Linked DNA regions of Sus scrofa: region 2 is linked to region 1. Evidence: chromatin contacts called from public Hi-C data. All regions are on one chromosome and are shown on one strand. Each heading gives the region's core, a stretch centred on a gene start, on an enhancer-like site or on the middle of the called end of the contact. The rest is flanking DNA. Distances are from core to core; before and after follow the strand shown. Region 1 overlaps AFF1 (AF4/FMR2 family member 1). Region 2 has its middle 9.3 kb from the start of AFF1.

Region 1 (3,889 bases), core at 1,115-3,614:
GGAGAGGTGACTCTTCACACCTCTCCATCTCAGTCTTCTCCCTCCCTTAGAGGTTCCCTTGATCGTCCGATTGTTTAAGTTGCAAGGATATGAGGAGAGTTTTAAAAAAAAAAAAAAAAAGATGAGAAAGGCAAGAAATGGAATATCCTTCCTCTAGAACAGAAGTAGGCACCCTGTAGGCTGGGAGCCTGATCTGCTATACAGCTAGTTTTTGTAGAGAAGGTTTTACTAGGACACAGCCACACGCCTTCTCTTGGGACTGCTGCAAGGTGTAACACGCAGAGGCTAAATTATTTACTATGAGACCTTTACAGAAAAAGCTGCCATCCCGTGCTCTAGAAATACTGAGTAAGACCTTGAGGTAACCCCTAACTAAATCCCCCCCCGGGGGGGCAGTGTAATAAACCCAGCCTTCTTGCCACAGTCCTGGGAGCTGGGGAGATCTTTTTTCCTAATGCCTTGGACTCCCATCCAGAGATGGGCAATGGGTGAAGTGGCCCAAGTCTGCAGGTGGGCCGCCAGCTCAGCCGTGGGCAGGACTGCTGTGCACCCCTTTACCTCCCTGCTCCCCCCACGCCGCCCCATTTGCTAGGGCTGCCCCCCATGCAGATGGTATGCCCTCCCCTGGGTTACTCACAGTTTGCATGATTGCTGTCTTCTGGTTTAGAAAGACCTTGTAATCCTCGAAACTGATAGCTCCTTTCAGCAGACTGGAGTTGAAGAGGAACGGGTGAGCGCTTTCTTGGCCGGGGACGGTCCCCTTCCAGGCCTGTGGCGTAGAGTAGACTGATTCCTTGTGGCCTTGATGAGACGTTGCAGGTGCTGGCAGGTCTCCTGTAGGTCTCGGCTCAGCACATGCTTGCCATGGGGTCTTTCATGCTGTGTGCTCGAAAGCCTTGTTTGCCTCTGTGGGGCCTCGGTGGACCCTAGAGGGGTCTGCTTGTGTGTTGGGTGGGGAGGAAGGGCCGTATGTGTAGATACAGCTTTCAGAAAGGTGGACTGTGACAGATTTCACAATTCGGATGTCTTGAGTTGTCTCTTGGTTTTGGAGTCTGTGGAGGGATAGGGATTTTACTTGTATGTGCCCCAGTATTTCTGTCCGCATGGGCAAAACACACGGCTGCCTGAGGACTACCAGAGCCTCGTGGAGCTGGATGTGAGTGGACTTTAGCCCCAGGAATGTGTGGCCGCAGCCTGGCTAGCTTGCCAGGAGGGGAAGCAGTTTAAACACGTCGTGTAAGAGCTGCTGCCACCACGAGGATAAGGCGCTTAACTGCAGACCTCAAGGGTCTCCACAAGGCATTTGTGGTTCCTTTCCTCACCCCAGATTTCTGTCGCTGTCCTGGTGGCGCCAGCAGCGTCGTCTTCCTGAGGCCTTGCTGTGTCCTGCTTCGGCGGGGTCTTCATTGCCCAACGACTCCCGTTTTCACGTCTCATCGAGGCACTCGGGACCCCCCGAAATCTGCCTCCCCTGGTCCTCTCGTGCACGCGGCACCCGGCCTTCTTCCCCGTCCCGATCTGGCCCGGGTCAAGTCCTAAAGAGGTTGAGATCCTCCGTCCTTGGTCCCTTTTCTAATTCGCTGCCTCCGGTCACGACCAGCGGCTGAGCATTCTCTCGAGCCCCCAGCCGTCCATGCAGAGGCTGCGGCGCGTGCTCATCCCGCACCGCCTCGCGCTGCAGACACGCGTGCGCGTCCCATGTCCCTCCAGCAGCCGTCGTCGAGGACGGGGGCAAATGCCTTGAATAGTTGGTGTCTCGGGGGCAGTTTGTAAAGCACGGATGAATAAATGAAGTGGGGGCGTTGAGCAGTGGGGGAAGAGGTGGGGACACAGTGGGCCAAGGACAGAGGCTGTACAAGGGCGTGCTGGCAAGTCACTGCTGGGTGTGTGACGTCCCATCACGTGGGCCTCGGCAGCCCCCAGCAGCTGCCGGCAAGCGGTCTGCGTGCTGCAGGCGATGCCCTCAGAGTGTGTGTGTTTTAAGGGCTTCCCAGTCCTGGGCAGACCTTCTCGCTAAAGGTGACACGAGCATGCTTTTGTAAGCAGAGTGTCGCACTCTGCTCGACAGCCCTGAAGTCTCCTGAGCGTTTGGGTGGAAAAGGAGGGAGGGCAGCAAAAAAGGGGAGGGAATTTGTAACTAAGTCTCCCGAACTCGTCCTTGTGCTGCTCTGATCGTTTTTTTTTTCCTCCCCCACAGAACAATATGACACATCTTCAAAACCCCACAGTAATCCTCAGCAGGGAACATCGTAAGTTAAAAAAAAGAATGCTTTCGTTTATGAAAAGTTGATGATGTAACATTGTAAGGTCCCCTGTCAATCGGTTGTTGAGAGCCCCCTCCCCCGCTGCTTTCAGTCATGACGCGTGAAGTACTGCTGCCTTGTAAACGGGAGGCATAACCCACATTTCTGTTTGGATTAAGCTCTCCCGTTGGAGGTTTAGACACCAGAAGAGTTTGCTAAAGGGTTTTCTTAAAAAGAAAGGCTTTTGAACTATTGTTTGCATGTTAACTGTGGAAAATTGAAGGTTTTAGCGTTATAAATTTTAGTCTTAAATAGCTTTAGCTTTTGGAAACAAATTTTGGGGGCGTGTATGTGTGCGCACACAATTTCAGGTTTCCTGCCACTTTTTTGGCCCAGTTTTAACTAATAAAGAATGAGCCTTACTGCCCAGCTGTTCTTTATTAAGGCCAAGCGAAGTCCAGATATATCTTGGGTTTTTGGAACAGTTGAAACCAACTGCATAGTGAAGATTTTTAAGCCGGCATTTTGACCCAATTTGTCGTTTCTTGGTGGTATTGCACTCATCTGTCTGTCTTCGTGGCTAGCAGTGGTTCAGGGGCTAAGCAAGGAGGCCCTTGTTTCCTCAGTATCTGATCAGTTAGTACCATGCCAATTGCTCATCTCCACGGAGTCCAGGTTCAAGCTCCGGCTTTCTTCTGTTTTCCGGGTGTAGTATTTGTTCCCTGTGTTTGGGGAGGGATGTTGCTGGGGACTGGATCTCTCAAAGGCTGTCATAGTTGAGGCAGAGTGGTTCTCGGTATCCGCTCACCACCTGAACGTGGCCGAGTTAAGTCCTGGTCCCTGGGGCCGGGTCCTTGATGCAGTTGTTTTCACTTCTCTGCAGCAAAGTAAGAAAAAAAGGAACGAGGGGGGTTTTGGTTAAAAGACAAATTTGTTGTAGTTTGAAGGATGGATTTTCATGTGTGTAAAAAAAAGTCTGTTTTGTTTACGATTCTGGCTGAGGTGAGTTTTCACTTATTTTTTTTACCCTTTGCTGGAAAAAAGAATTAACCCTATATTAGTTATTCTTTTCTGCCTTTTTTTCCCTCCTTTTCTCTTTTTAAAAAATATTTCTCAAATAATTTTTTTTTTGCTTTTTTGCTTTGCTTTTTAGGGCTGCACCTGCGACATATGGAAGTTCCCAGGTTAGGGGTGAAATCCGGAGCTACAGCTGCCGGCCTACCCCACAGCCACAGCAATGCCAGATCTGAGCCGCATCTGCAACCTGCACCGCAGCTTGCAGCAAAGCTGGATCCTTCACCCACTGAGCAGAGCCAGGGATCAAACCCGCATCCTTGTGGGTACTGGTTGGATTTGTAACCAGCTGAGCTGCAGCAGGACCTCCTCCTCCTTTTTCCTTTTAAGAAAACTTTTCTCCTGAGTTCTGAAAGTCTAGAATCACCCACTTAGATTATAGTTAGAGGGGGAGGTGGTCAGTTAAGCCAGATGGCAGTAGGTGGAAAATAGACATGACAGCGCCAAGGACCACACTCCTGCTAATTCCGTGCAGGCTCTGTAACATCCCTGAGGTTCTGTGCCTTGTGCTCTTTGTAATGGTTGGTAGTAAAGCCCTTTCGACCATAAGAGCCCCTGGCTGATGTCTTAGG
Region 2 (4,190 bases), core at 546-3,045, 160 kb before region 1:
CCAGGCTAGGGGTCTAATCGGAGCTGTAGCCACCGGCCTACGCCAGAGCCACAGCAACACGGGATCCCAGCCACATCTGCAACCTACACCACAGCTCACGGCAACGCCGGATCCTTAACCCACTGAGCAAGGCCAGGGATCAAACCTGCAACCTCATGGTTCCTGGTCGGATTTGTTAAGCACTGAGCCACGATGGGAACTCCAGTTATGAGAAATTTAATTTTAACTTTATTTTCTCTTCAATATGTCCTCCTTTTTTTTTTTTTTTTTTTGCTTTTGGTTGAATTGGAGCTAGAGTTGCCCCCTACACCACAACACCACAGCCACAGCAACACTAGATCCAAGCCACATCTGTGACCTATACCACAGCTCACGGCGACATCGGATCCTTAACTCACTGAGCAAATCCAGGGATTGAACCCGGATCCTCATGGACTTCAGAGGGATTCGTTACTGCTGAGCCATGACGGGAATTCCCCATGTGTTTTTTTTTTTTTTCCTATGTTTTATTCATTATTATTTCCTGCTACCTTTTCCATTTGTTTAGATGTGAGTTTCTAGAGGTGAGGTCAGCAAACTACATACAGTCCCTGGGCCAAATCCAGCTTGCCACTTGGTTTTGTAAACGAAGTTTTATTGGAAGAGTCATACACCTTCATTTATGTACTACCTCTGGCTGTTTTTGTGCTCCACGGGCAGAGCTGAGCAGTGGCAACAGAGACCATGTGACCCACAAAGCTTAAAATATTTATAATCTGGTCCCTTACAGAAAAAGCATGCCAACGCCTACTCTAGAGGTCAGGGACCATCTTGTCCTTCCTTCTGTCCCAAAGACCAGAATGTACTTTGCCCAAGTTTATTAAGCGAATGAATAAATCAGTAACTTTTGGAGGACAGATATTATTTTAAAAGGCAGAAATAGAGCATTCCAGCTAAAGGGAAGAGACAGAGTATAAGCAAAGACACAGACGTGAACATGAAGGGTAGATTTTCAGTAGAACCACATAAACACTTAACAAAAGCGAAGCCAAAAAGACTGATTTAAGAGCTCGTCTGAGGAGTCTCGGGTCTAGAAAGGGGAAGTGGTGCTTAATGCACTTTGCAAGGGCCAGATAAGTCACATGATCAGAGATAGGCTTAAGGAGGGCTCACGTGGCAGCCCTGTGGAGAACAGATTAGAGAGACAGCAGGGAAGAGATGCTGAATGGCTGCAGGCTACTGTAATAGAGAAAGGAAGAGGAGCCAGCAAGTTCAGGGAGACCGGGCAGCTTGTTAGAGAGCAAAACCCTTGAGAGTCACAGCCTCAGCCTCCATGGAGCTCCACAATATCTGAACTGCGAGTTAATGGTCAGGTTGATCTGTCTCTGAGTTCCTTCCCCTGTCAGACATAATGATCCAGTAAGGATGCAATTAGGAAAAGAAGCCTCATGCCCGGTGGTAGTTCCATAGAGAGAATTTAATAAGGGAACTAGTTAAAAGGCACAGGCTGAAGAGCTGTTAGACCAAATTGGGGAAGGTGAGGCTCCTCGGGGATTAAGCAACAGTAGGAAGCAATGAATAGCTGCACCCAAGGCTGGGCTGAGGGACGGCCTAGTGCTACCGGAGCCCAGGAGGCAGAGCCACCCCTCAGGATCCATGGGAGCTGGGGCTGCGGCGGAGGTGCAGCCACTGGGTGGGAGCCCCGGTCGGGAGCAGAAGGAGAGGAGAAGAATCGTGGCATCTGCCCTCTTCCTGCCTCCACTCCTCCCGGTGCCAGCCATTGGCTAAACCCAGCCGGAAGCCTATTTTCCTGGCAAGAAGCCTGGAAACGGTGGTTCCAAGAAACAACCCCTTGTGACTCACAGCCCGCTGGAGGAAGAGCCAGGACTGGATTTGAGGCAAATGAGCACACTTAGGGTTCCTGGGAACCCCGCAATTGAGATCACACACTGGGCCAACATGTAAGTCTTATGTGTTTATTACTTTTTTTTTTTTTTTTTTTGGCCCCAGGGTGGTACTTGGGGCCTATGGAGGTTCCCAGGCTAGGGGTCGAATCAGAGCTGAAGCCTCCAGCCTACACCACAGCCACAGCCACGCCGGATCCTTAACCCACTGAGCGAGGCCAGGGATCGAACCCGCATCCTCATGGATCCTAGTCGGGTTGGTTAACCACTGAGCCATGATGGGAACTCCATCCTCTTCCCCTTTCCTACATCTCTTTTGAAACCTTTTACTCTTCTCCCTTTACTTTCAGGCCTCTGGAAGTATTTCTAGTTTCTAAAACTTACCGTGAACTCTGTCACTCTGGGATGTGTGCATTTTAGCGCCCTGGGCCCCCTGCAGTCACGCCACTCCCCACCGTCCTCTTTTCCTTTTATGGTTCCTCTTGGGTTCTACTTCGGGCAGGACGCCTTTTTTTTTTTAGGGCCGCTCCCTCGGCATATGAAGGTTCCCAGGCTAGGGGTCCAATTGGAGCTGTAACTGCCGGCCTACGCCAGAGCCACAGCAACGCCAGATCTGAGCCGTGTCGGCAACCTACACCACAGCTCATGGCAATACCGGATCCTCAACCCATTGAGCGAGGCCAGGGATCGAACCCGCATCCTCATGGACACTAGTCATTCATTTCTGCGGAGGCATGATGGGCACTCCCGTATTACTTTTCTATTGACGCATTAAAAGTTACCACCAACCTCACAGTCTAAAACAACTCCCATTTATCACCTCAGAGTTTCTGTAACTCAGGAGTCCAGCATATTTACCTGGGTCCACTGCTCTGGATCTCAGCCAGGCTGCAGTCAAGGTGGTATCTGCCTATATCTTCGTTTGGAGCCTTACAGGGAAAGATCCATTTCCAAGTTCCCTCGGCAGAATTCATTGCCTTGCAGTTGTGTGGCTGAGGTTCCTACTTTTTTGCCAACCGGAGGCCAAAGATCACTCTCAGGTCCTTGTTACATGGCCCTCTCTTTCCAGAAACATAGCAAATCGTTCCTTCAAGGCCAAAGGAGAGCATCTGCTGTAGCTCTGAACCTCTCCAACTTCCTCCTTCTTTGGCCCCTGGATCTTCCTTTTAAAAAGAGCTCACTGGAATTCCTGTTGTGGCTCAGCGGGTTCAGAACCCGACATGGTGTTCCTGAGGATTGGTTCCAACCCGGGTTTCGCTCAGCGGATGAAGGGTCCCACACTGATGCAGGCTGCGGTGCAAGTCTTGGATGGGGCTCAGATCCAGCGTTGATGTGGTGGTGGCTAGGCCGGCAGCTGCATCTCTGATTTAACCCCTAGCCTGGGAACTTCCATATGCTGCAGGTGTGGCCCTAAAAAGAAAGAAAGAAAAAACCTCACCTGCTTAGGTCCGACTCGCCCGCACTCAGAGAGAGGCAATTAAATAGCAAATACACACCAGGAGTGGGAAACTTCAGGGCCATCTTCAAATTCTGCCTTCAACACTTTCCTTGGAGATGTGAACTCTCCAAGGACAAAGGCAGTCTCTTGTTTGTCTTTATATCCTGTAATTGAACTGAAGTAGTAGCTATTTGGTGAAAGAATGAGAAATGAAACAAAAACAGGAAGGGAACTTGTGGGGAAGGAAGATATTTAAAAGGAAAGTTAAACATGACTTAGATAATGGACTTTTTTATAATTAGTAAACTTAATTTCATTAATGTAATAAAGTTGGTTTTCTACATTCTGTATTTTATTCTTTGTGTGTGTGCATTCATGTATTTATTTTTAAAAAATTTTCATTGGGATTTCCCTGGTGGCTCAGGGGGTTAAAGATCTGGCATTGTCATTGCTGTGGCTCTCATTCCTGCTCTGGTGTGGTTTGATCCCTGGCCTGGAATTAAAAAAAAGAAAATAAGTTAAAGAAAAATTTTTTTCTTTTCTAGGGCTGCACCAGCCACATATGGAGGTACACAGACTAGGGGTCTAATCGGAACTGTAGCCACCAGCCTATGCCACAGCCACAGCAACGCCAGATCCGAGCTGCATCTGCAACCTACGCCACAGCTCATGGCAATGCCGGATCCTTAACCTGCTGAGCAAGGCCAGGGATCAAACCTGCAACCTCTTGGTTCCTAGTCAGATTCGTTAGCCCCTGAGCTACAACGGGAACTCCAAAAATTTTTTTTAATTTAAATATAGTTGATTTACAATGTTATTTTCAGGCACATGGTAAAGTGATTCAGATATACGCGTATTCTTTATTAGTT

Evidence for each region. Hi-C and Micro-C count contacts between places; a contact is called where the count stands out from the background.
Region 2: a contact with region 1 is called in a Hi-C map of embryonic fibroblasts, with 3 times the contacts expected there. The contact joins two enhancer-like sites. A contact is called at or near these places in 1 of 5 promoter capture datasets (liver), 16 of 47 Hi-C or Micro-C datasets (alveolar macrophages, brain, embryonic fibroblasts and 9 more) and 2 of 2 datasets of contacts at active chromatin or transcription factors (alveolar macrophages and skeletal muscle).

What each region holds. Positions count from the first base shown.
Region 1 is chr8:131,775,981-131,779,869 of Sscrofa11.1, reverse strand. It overlaps AFF1 (AF4/FMR2 family member 1), which reads left to right. Exons shown (of 21, transcript XM_021101783.1): 8 at 2,198-2,249. Among named protein-coding and RNA genes, the nearest start is that of KLHL8, 140 kb to the right of the region's middle. Within about 2 kb of position 2,364, at least 16 of the 83 cell types and tissues checked have an H3K27ac peak or open chromatin away from gene starts, as enhancers often do. A contact at or near this core is called in embryonic fibroblasts and omental adipose tissue, where this site is marked.
Region 2 is chr8:131,932,001-131,936,190 of Sscrofa11.1, reverse strand. No RefSeq gene overlaps it. Among named protein-coding and RNA genes, the nearest start is that of AFF1, 9.3 kb to the right of the region's middle. Within about 2 kb of position 1,795, at least 31 of the 83 cell types and tissues checked have an H3K27ac peak or open chromatin away from gene starts, as enhancers often do. A contact at or near this core is called in embryonic fibroblasts and omental adipose tissue, where this site is marked.